Regions from separate parts of the Mus musculus genome. Here all the other regions are linked to region 1. The links are chromatin contacts, called in public Hi-C and HiChIP or PLAC-seq maps. All regions are on one chromosome and are shown on one strand. Each heading gives the region's core, a stretch centred on a gene start, on an enhancer-like site or on the middle of the called end of the contact. The rest is flanking DNA. Distances are from core to core; before and after follow the strand shown. Region 1 has its middle 3.9 kb from the start of Gm32605. Region 2 overlaps Gm32663 (a long non-coding RNA gene). Region 3 has its middle 38 kb from the start of Mdm1.

Region 1 (2,808 bases), core at 203-2,702:
CAGAAGGGAGCCAGGCCCTGGCAGGATTCCCATTTTACAGATGACAGAACTAGATAGAGTAAGATTTAGTAACTGGCTAGGGCTGTCAGGTCGAGAGTGACTACTCAATACAGCTTCGGGGTGTAGCCTCAAAGGACCACTCCCAGCACAGAAGCCAAACTCTATAAAGGCATATTCCCTTCACCTCTATAAATGCTTTAAGAGATTCGTAATAAGATGGAGTAATGGCCGACACCGTTACTTGCCGGGGTGAACTTAATTTTCAACTTCTAAAGTCATAAATTTTGTTCAGAAGGCTGTCTCGGAACACGGGGAAGTGAACAATGACCCACTTCACACCAAGGAGCTTTAAAGAAGGTCTGTTTTAAATAGCATGCCCTTGAGTATTTGCCACCAAAATTGCTAACCGTTTGTCAAGTGAGCTATGGGGGGGGGGGGGGGGTTGGGAGGGGGCGGCGTGCCTCTCACCTACCCACGTGTCCCTTTGACATTTGGTAACTAGGCTATACCTTTATCTTCAGTATCAAATAATTGTCTGTGACCTCGACTGTGGAACGTGAGAGTACTCTGAATCCAGGTTGGTCATGGTTTTTGGGGGAAAGTGTTTAGGCGTTTTAAGACCCTGGCTGAGTTTCCATCTCTGTCATTTGATTTTTATCGTAAGATGTTAATCTCACGAATGAAAGGAAGGGAAAGGATGAGAAGAGAAGAGAAGAAAGAACGAAGAAAGGAGAGGAAGGGTGAGAGAGAGGCAGAGACAGACACAGAGAATGAATCATCAAAAGGGGAAGAGGAAAAAAAAAAGGCTTCCCACTATAGCAAAGGGTTAGAGCCACTAACATCAAATTTCTAAAAAACTGCTGCTGTTAGAAACATTAATTGCCTCAGCCCATAATTAATTGATGGCACGTGCCTATAATCCCAGCCCTCAGAAGACTGAAATAGAAAGATTTTAAGTTCAAGACCAGCCTGAGCTACAGAGAGACTCTGCCTCCAACAGGTCGGGGAGGGGGATGGATAAAAAAGAAAGGAAACATCTTGTGGAGGGAAGAAGAACCGTTCACACATTTTTTGTAGGTATCAAATCTCAGTTCTTAGGATGAAAGAATAAACTGGTCTCCTTCTACAAATGACAACGGGAAATGAGTGGCTTTACTGGAAATAAAATGTGTTGCCGCCAAAGTAGAAAATAGAGAGTCTGCAAGTTTGTGGATGTGGAAAACCAGACAAGCAGTATGACGAAATGGCGTACATGGTGAGGCAGGGCTGTCCCCTGAAAGAATTGCCAGTTCTGGGCTTAGTTTCAGGCTTCTATTGAAATGACTACGTGGTTTAGGACAAATTAAGTAAACTCTTTGCTGCTTTGGTGAGCTGTCCCCAGAGTGGAAGTTGCACTCCCACAAATGAGATTACCCAGCTCCAGAGCAAGCTTGCCTTTCCAGGCAAGCCTGGGGAAGGGACGGTTATCAGATCTACCGGCTGGAGAAGAACACAGGGCGAAAGCAATGTGCTGGACAGACTCTGTAATGACGCCATTGCTGATCATATGACCCTGACTGCTTCCGCTACCCACCCACCCCCACTCGCCTCCCGCACCGAGTCTATATAATGCTCTCTTAGATTTGAGTCACTTCTTTTTCCTTCGAACTAGATTGTCTTTAAAATGAAGACCTGAGCTGGAGAATACTTGCTTAGATGCAGGAAGCCCTGACTTTGATCCCCAGTACTGCTTCAAAACCAGGCTAGCAAAGTGATGTAGTCTCGCAATCCCAACACTCAGAGGGAGAGACAGGAGGATCAACAGTTCAAAGTTATCTCTAACTAAATAGCTTGTTGGAGGCTAGCCTGGGCTACCTGAGATTTTTGTCTCCAAATTTTTTTCCATGAAGTTAAAAAAATATTAATAATGCAGTAGAAATGATACATTCACAATAGGCTATGTTGTTTAAATCTTGTTTGGCTTTGGTTTAAATTATTTATTTTGTCAGTTTGGGTTTTTTGTTTGTTTGTTTGTTTGTTTGAGGCACAATCTTGCTATACAATCCAGGAAGGCCTTGAACTTGATGCATAACCCAAACTGGCTTCAAATTTACAAATTTCATCCTGCCAAGCAGCCCAACCCCTGTGCTCAACGTTTCCATTTTGAAAGCAATTTGAATGAACTAGCAGTGAGCCACTTGACTTCATTTGCTATCAGTGTGGCTTCGGGTAGCTTAAGACTCACCACGCATCTCAGACATGGTAGTTTGTTCAGTGTTTAAGGGATAAAACAGACATAGGCAGAGATTCCCTTGCTAATCGGTGTCTTCTCTTACAGCGATTCTTCATGGTCCAGAATGGCGATTCTCAACCGGCGTGTGGAGACCCCTTTCACAGGGGCCACACATCAGATATCATGAACATCAGATATTTACATTACAGTTCATAACAGCAGCAAAATTACCGTTATGAAGTAGCAACCAAAATAATTTTATAGTATAGGGGGTCACCACAATATGAGGGACTATATTAAAGGGTCACAGCATTAGGAAGGTTGTGAACCACTGGTCTGGAAATTTTGTTGTATATATTTGTGAGTATTAGAAAAGAATAAATAATAGTTATATATAACATATATGTTGTAATAATTAATTACCTAATTATAAGTAAATGATTTAAGAAATAGATAAGTTTATAAGGCAGCAATAGAGCATTTGCCTAGCAGGTGTGAGCTCCTGGGTTCTGTTCCAAGTACCTCAGGGGAACAAAGAAAGCCAGGAATAGAATAGATATTCTGGTAAGGGACACAGCCTGTATCTTTAATTTACG
Region 2 (2,924 bases), core at 398-2,897, 180 kb before region 1:
ATTTGAATTGGCAATGCCTTCTTTCAGTGGGGTTAGATTCCTCTCTCCTATCCTAAATTCCGGACACCAATTTCCTCTCCGCCAACATCCTAAAGAGTATCAATTTCTTGGCCATCTTGCTTGAATATTTCATAGAGAAACAAATACATTCTTTAATTTTGTTACCTAATTTTTAAAATTACCCTGTTTTTTTTTAAATAAAATATCTTGGTAATCTTTTGACGTGTATTCATAAAGAGTATTGCCATTTTATGGCGACAGCATATTTCATTGTATAGGATGCCCATAATTTACTTAACTACTTCCCTGTTGACAAATATTTGCATTGTTTCAAATCTTCTGCTCTTACTGTAACACTGTGAGCATTTCAATCACTCTAGATAAATAAGTCTATAGAATAAATTCTGACAATGGCGTTCATGAGGTGAAGTATTCAAGATATACACAATTTTAAAGGCTGATTCCAAATAACTGTTCGTGAAGTTATACAAGTTTATTACCCCACTGGTAATGTCTGAGAACACCAATCTCCTCATATCTGTTCACATTTGACTTCCTTCTCACCATGCAACAGTGGTGCCCGACTTCAGGGTCCCAACTCTTTGGGAGTCAAATGACCCTTTCACAGGGTTCACCCTAGACACCAGAATATTTACACTATGAGATCTATACCACAATTCATAAAAGTGGCAAAATTACAATTATGAAACAGCAACAGAAATAATTTTATGGCTGGGGTCACTACAACCTGAGGAACCGTATTAAAGGGTCACAGCATCAGGAAGGTTGAGAACTGCTACCCTGCAACAGTAAAAATGACTATCTGGAGCAATTTGATTCCTAACTACAGCCGTATAAAGCTAGCTATCTCTTAATGTGTTTAACAAGGACATCCTCTTTTCTGTGGATTTTATTTTATTTTACACATTTTTCGCATTGGACTTGTGGCCTTTTTCCTATTAACTTATGAGAAAGTTCTATACATAAAGAAGATGAGACCTTGTTCACTAAACTGCAAATGTTTTCCGACTTCATATTTAATTTATGACTTTGTAATGGTACTTTAAAAAAAGGTGTTCTCTCTCTCTCTCTCTCTCTCTCTCTCTCTCTCTCTCTGTGTGTGTGTGTGTGTGTGTGTGTGTGTGTGTGTGTGTGTGTGTGTGTGTGTGTGTTGGTATGTTTATGTGGATGCCTGCAAGTGTCCACAGAAGCCAGAAGAGGTTGTCAGATCCCCTGCAATTGAAGTACAGGAGGTTGTAAGCCCACTGATGTGGATGCTGGACCTCTGCAAGAGCAGGCAAATACTGAACTGCTGAGCCATCTCTCCAGCCCCTATGTAGCTTCCTGCATTGCAGGAAACCGTATCCTCTGCTCACTTTCTGAAGCATCACACTGAATTGAGGTGAAAGAAGCTGAACCTTATTAGAAATGAGGAATGGGGCACAGCCAAGGAGGAACCACACCCTTCATGGTTTCTTCTTTCATTCGACACCATCACTACGTTCTGGTACTAATGCTGCCACAGAGCTCAGCCCGCTGACTAGACAAAAATCATCTCTCATGACATCAGCCACCACAGTCCAAAGGAAGACAGACTTCCTGGCTGAATCAGAGAGAAATTGATGCTCTGAGGTCTCCAAAGAATGCAGTGACCACAACAGATTTCCTTATTCTGAAGCTACCTCCTCAGACCATCCAATTATAAGAGTCCAAAGAATCAGCCTGCAGATGACTTGGTAACTGAATGAGCAAAGAAAAGAAAGAAGGGGGGAAATGACTAATGGAAATCACACTGCAAGCAAGGGGTGTGCCACACAGGACCCAAATTGCCGGCAGCAGATAAGCAAGTAACCTTGGAACCTTTCTCGAATGAGGGAGGAGGGAGCCCTTTTCAGAGGATCACATATCAAACGCAATACAGAGGCAGTGGTGGGAGGGATGATACTTCTGTTGTTATTGTTGTTGTTGTTGTTGTTAACATTTGTTTATTATTACATGTAAGTACACTGTAGCTGTCTTCAGACGCACCAGAAGAGGGCGTCAGATCTCATTACGGATGGTTGTGAGCCACCACGTGGTTGCTGGGATTTGAACTCAGGACCTTTGGAAGAGTAGTTAGTGCTCTTAACTGCTGAGCCATCTCTCCAGCCCCACGATACTTCTTTTAAGGGTTTAGGAAGAAAACTAAGCAGTTCTATAACAATACCAAGAAAATGGGCCAAGACTGTTTGCAAAAAGAATGTTTCCTGCATTTCTCAGCCCGATCTGTGGCGGTTTCGGAAAGCCACCAGCATTCTGTCTCATCTGAACCAATTCTGCTCCTGCCTTGTAGGATCCTGGGAGCCTTACCCTTGTTCACCACCTAGTCCAGTCCTCTACAGTCTATCGGCTCTCTGTGTGCTTCCTTTTTCTCCGACTGGCCTCTCTATATATAACTTTTGCGCTGGACCCTGGCAGCGCAGTCCCAAAACCTGGCAGAGCAATCTTCCCCATGCCTTGGCTTCCTGACCCACGTTCGGGCGCCTGTTCCTCCTGGAACACTGCCCTGAACTTCAGCCTCCTTGGCAAGGGCACCAGCAGCCCTGCCAGCATCCTGTTCCTCTCGGAGACAGGACAGAGTTCTTTTCCAACCCGGATGGTACTCCAGGCTCCTCTATGGTCACTCTTCTCTTCCTGAGCACCAACTGAATATTTCCATTTGCCATTGTTCCATCCGGTCCTAGTATAGATCTCCCTCCCTCTCCTACGTGGGAACTCACAGATACCTGTGTCAGCAAAATCAAGTCCCGATTCATCACACACCAACTCCACCCACTTTCAACCGTAAGTGTGTTTATTAAAAACAAGAAAATCGGAGGTCCAAAAACTCCAGGTTTGATTAATCCTGCAGCCCGCGGTTGTCATGAAGGATCTGAGACTTCTCT
Region 3 (2,700 bases), core at 147-2,646, 230 kb before region 1:
TTAAAATATGTTGGGGCAGGGAGATGGCTTGGCAGGTATTGCCACCAAACCTGGTGACCGGAGTTAGATAGCTGGAGCACCGTGTATGGTAGGAGAGAAGTGACTCCTACAAGTTGTCTTCTGATCACCACACAGGGTCTGTGACACCCACTCTCTTTCTCACAAACACAATAATTAATGGAAAAAATAATCAAAGCAAAAGTATACTTTGATTAATGAATACCATCTATGCTCTAACATCGTAAATGCTATAATTACCTACATCACACATATAATAACTTATAATGTACATACATTATAATTATAAATATTTTAAGTTGCATTATAAAGTCTCTAGAAAATAGACACCAAGTTATTGGAGGGTGGTAGTGACCTGACAGGACGGGAGGAAGCTAACTTTTACTTCCCGTGACTCAGCGTTTTCAGTCCGCTAAATGGGACACATTTATAACAACAGTACATTGCTTTATGATTTAAAAAGCACCAGGCCTGGTGGTGTTATGCCTTTAATCCCAGCAGAGCAGGAAGAGGCAGAATTCAAGGCCAGCCTCATCTGCGTAGTGAGTTCCAGGACAGTCAGTGCTAGGGCACAAGACCTTATCAGAAAAACAAAATGAACGAACAAACGAAAAACTGGACAACAGCGTGTTCTCTACTGAACTTTTTCCATTTTCGTTTCACTCCTCACAGAATGCTTTCCTTTGGATTTGGAACCTGGGTCGTCTGAGGGTCTTTTCTTCTCGAGAATCATTCTTGGTTCTCACAGAACCCGTCTCAGACGTGTGTGCTGTTTAGACAACTCTTGAATTGCATTTTTAAGGTTTTTGTCGTTGTTGTTGTTGTTCCAACTGATGGTTATGAAATAAGTTGTGAAATAAGAAATAGCTCATAAAAGACGGTCACAGTCCCCATTTGGGGGGCATCTATCTGTATGTCCCACACATTCTTAAGATTCCTATCTCCTGGGCATCTGTGATTTCCACATCGCAGCCTAACAGCATGATGCAATTGTCCCTTGTCACCAACAGAGATGCTGTGTCCTCCCACAATTTCACAACAGTCTTTCCCCTTCTGCTGGGCTCACGCCCAGCAAGGCTGTATGAAGGAATCTCAGGAGCTGAAATGACTCCGCCCTGTGAGGAAAGGACGCAGGATGCAGGGCCTGCCGCCCCTGTGCCCTGGCCCGTGTTTGTTGTTCTATTGGGCAATGTGGACAGCGGTTCACAAGGCAACACAGCCTCCACCCCTAGCAAGTGAGCAGAGCGCCTGGCTGGCGGAGGAGAGATGCTCCGCTTCTCTGTGACCACGCCCTTTCTTAGGCTGGGCGGCGCAGGAAGCCGACCGAGAGGGAGGAAGCTTTGAGCTGTGGGAACCTCAGCGTGTGGGCTGACAAAGATCTGCTCCACCCCTCACCCTGGAGACTGGCTCAGACCATGCCTTTCTCCCTCCTCAGCAACCCCCCTGCTTACACAGACGACTGACATGGTTCCATAATGTAATCAAGTCATGCAAGTGGAAATAAAGTAGAAACGAGACGGCATATCCTCCCCCCAACCCCCGCACAATTTTGAATGGTGATAGTGACAACCAGATAAAACCAGATACATGGTTTCAACTGATTGCTGGCGGGGGGGGGGGGGGGGGGTGGTGCGGGGTGCGGGGGGGGGGGTACCATCCTGCCAGAAACTTCTCCTTCTGAGGCAATTTAAAAGCATGTATCAAAAGCCTTAAAGGTTGTCTTGTCTACACTTGGGGAATTTAGCCTGAAGAAACACCAGGTGTGTCTATAGAATGTTGTTCTCATGGTCATTTATAAAGATAGAATACTTGTGGTGGCACACGCCTTTAATACCAGCACTCGGGAGGTAGAGGCAGGTAGATTTCTGAGTTCAAGGCTAGCCTGGTCTACAAAGTGAGTTCCAGGACGGCCAGGGCTATACAGAGAAACCCTGTCTCGAAAACACTGAGAGAGAGAGAGAGAGAGAGAGAGAGAGAGAATGAATACTTGGTTGTCATTCAGAATAGTATCTCAGAAGGACATTTTTTTCAAAAGAGCCAGACTTGGGCTACTGCATGAGCCCAAGACTAGCTGAACAGCAGAGACACTGCCTCAGAATAAAAATTTAGGAGATAGCTCAATAATAGATCACTCGTCTACCATGTGCAAGGCTCTAGCTTTGATTCTCAGTACCCACCCCCAAAAACAGTATTCCTGGTAAGGCCCGTTGCATCATCTGTAATATTAATATATATATTTATGTGAGGATATATCTATATATCCTCACATAAAATATGTATGTGTGCATACATAAAATATACTATGTGTATATGTGTACAAAGATAGGGGGAAGCACTTCCTTTCTCATGGGAGGGGGACACTCTTCTCTTGTCTGCTACTTCGAGCACTGTCCTTGGGTCTCAGCCTGGCTCCTGGCTACTCTTGGTTCCCAGGCTGTAACTTCCTCTCCTCAAATAGTCTCTGTCCTTGAGGCATCTCCTCGTCCACCCTTAACTCACTACATTTACCTCATCTCCTGTGTGGCTTTACTGTGCTGATGGTCCTTTGATAAAATATCTGTCTCCATTCTCCTCCCCCAGGCCTTTAGTGTATATCCAAGTATCTCCTAGAAATGCTCACCCCGGTATGATACCTTTACTTAGCCTCTCATAACAGAATCTAACTTCCTCTACCTCCCCTGC

The links. A called contact is a pair of places that touch in the nucleus more often than the background predicts. HiChIP or PLAC-seq counts read pairs in DNA pulled down with a chosen protein or histone mark.
Region 2: a Hi-C map of bone marrow-derived macrophages shows a contact between it and region 1, with 26 read pairs. The contact joins two enhancer-like sites. A contact is called at or near these places in 3 of 484 Hi-C or Micro-C datasets (LSK cells, bone marrow-derived macrophages and nephron progenitors), 5 of 115 datasets of contacts at active chromatin or transcription factors (CD4 T cells, DN3 thymocytes, the HPC-7 cell line and 2 more) and 1 of 9 other capture datasets (embryonic stem cells).
Region 3: a contact with region 1 is called in an H3K27ac HiChIP or PLAC-seq map of acute myeloid leukemia, with 5 times the contacts expected there. The contact joins two enhancer-like sites. A contact is called at or near these places in 1 of 15 datasets of contacts at CTCF or cohesin (the NIH/3T3 cell line), 9 of 484 Hi-C or Micro-C datasets (CD8 T cells, the N1E-115 cell line, bone marrow and 6 more), 9 of 115 datasets of contacts at active chromatin or transcription factors (CD8 T cells, Th17 cells, acute myeloid leukemia and 6 more) and 1 of 9 other capture datasets (embryonic stem cells).

What each region holds. Positions count from the first base shown.
Region 1 is chr10:117,871,350-117,874,157 of GRCm38.p6, reverse strand. No RefSeq gene overlaps it. Among named protein-coding and RNA genes, the nearest start is that of Gm32605, 3.9 kb to the left of the region's middle. Within about 2 kb of position 1,452, at least 18 of the 459 cell types and tissues checked have an H3K27ac peak or open chromatin away from gene starts, as enhancers often do. A contact at or near this core is called in the N1E-115 cell line, Th17 cells, acute myeloid leukemia and 3 more, where this site is marked.
Region 2 is chr10:118,049,129-118,052,052 of GRCm38.p6, reverse strand. The region is part of intron 1 of Gm32663 (a long non-coding RNA gene); the gene reads right to left. Among named protein-coding and RNA genes, the nearest start is that of Gm32663, 37 kb to the right of the region's middle. Within about 2 kb of position 1,647, at least 96 of the 459 cell types and tissues checked have an H3K27ac peak or open chromatin away from gene starts, as enhancers often do. A contact at or near this core is called in bone marrow-derived macrophages, where this site is marked.
Region 3 is chr10:118,101,942-118,104,641 of GRCm38.p6, reverse strand. No RefSeq gene overlaps it. Among named protein-coding and RNA genes, the nearest start is that of Mdm1, 38 kb to the left of the region's middle. Within about 2 kb of position 1,396, at least 340 of the 459 cell types and tissues checked have an H3K27ac peak or open chromatin away from gene starts, as enhancers often do. A contact at or near this core is called in the N1E-115 cell line, Th17 cells, acute myeloid leukemia and 3 more, where this site is marked.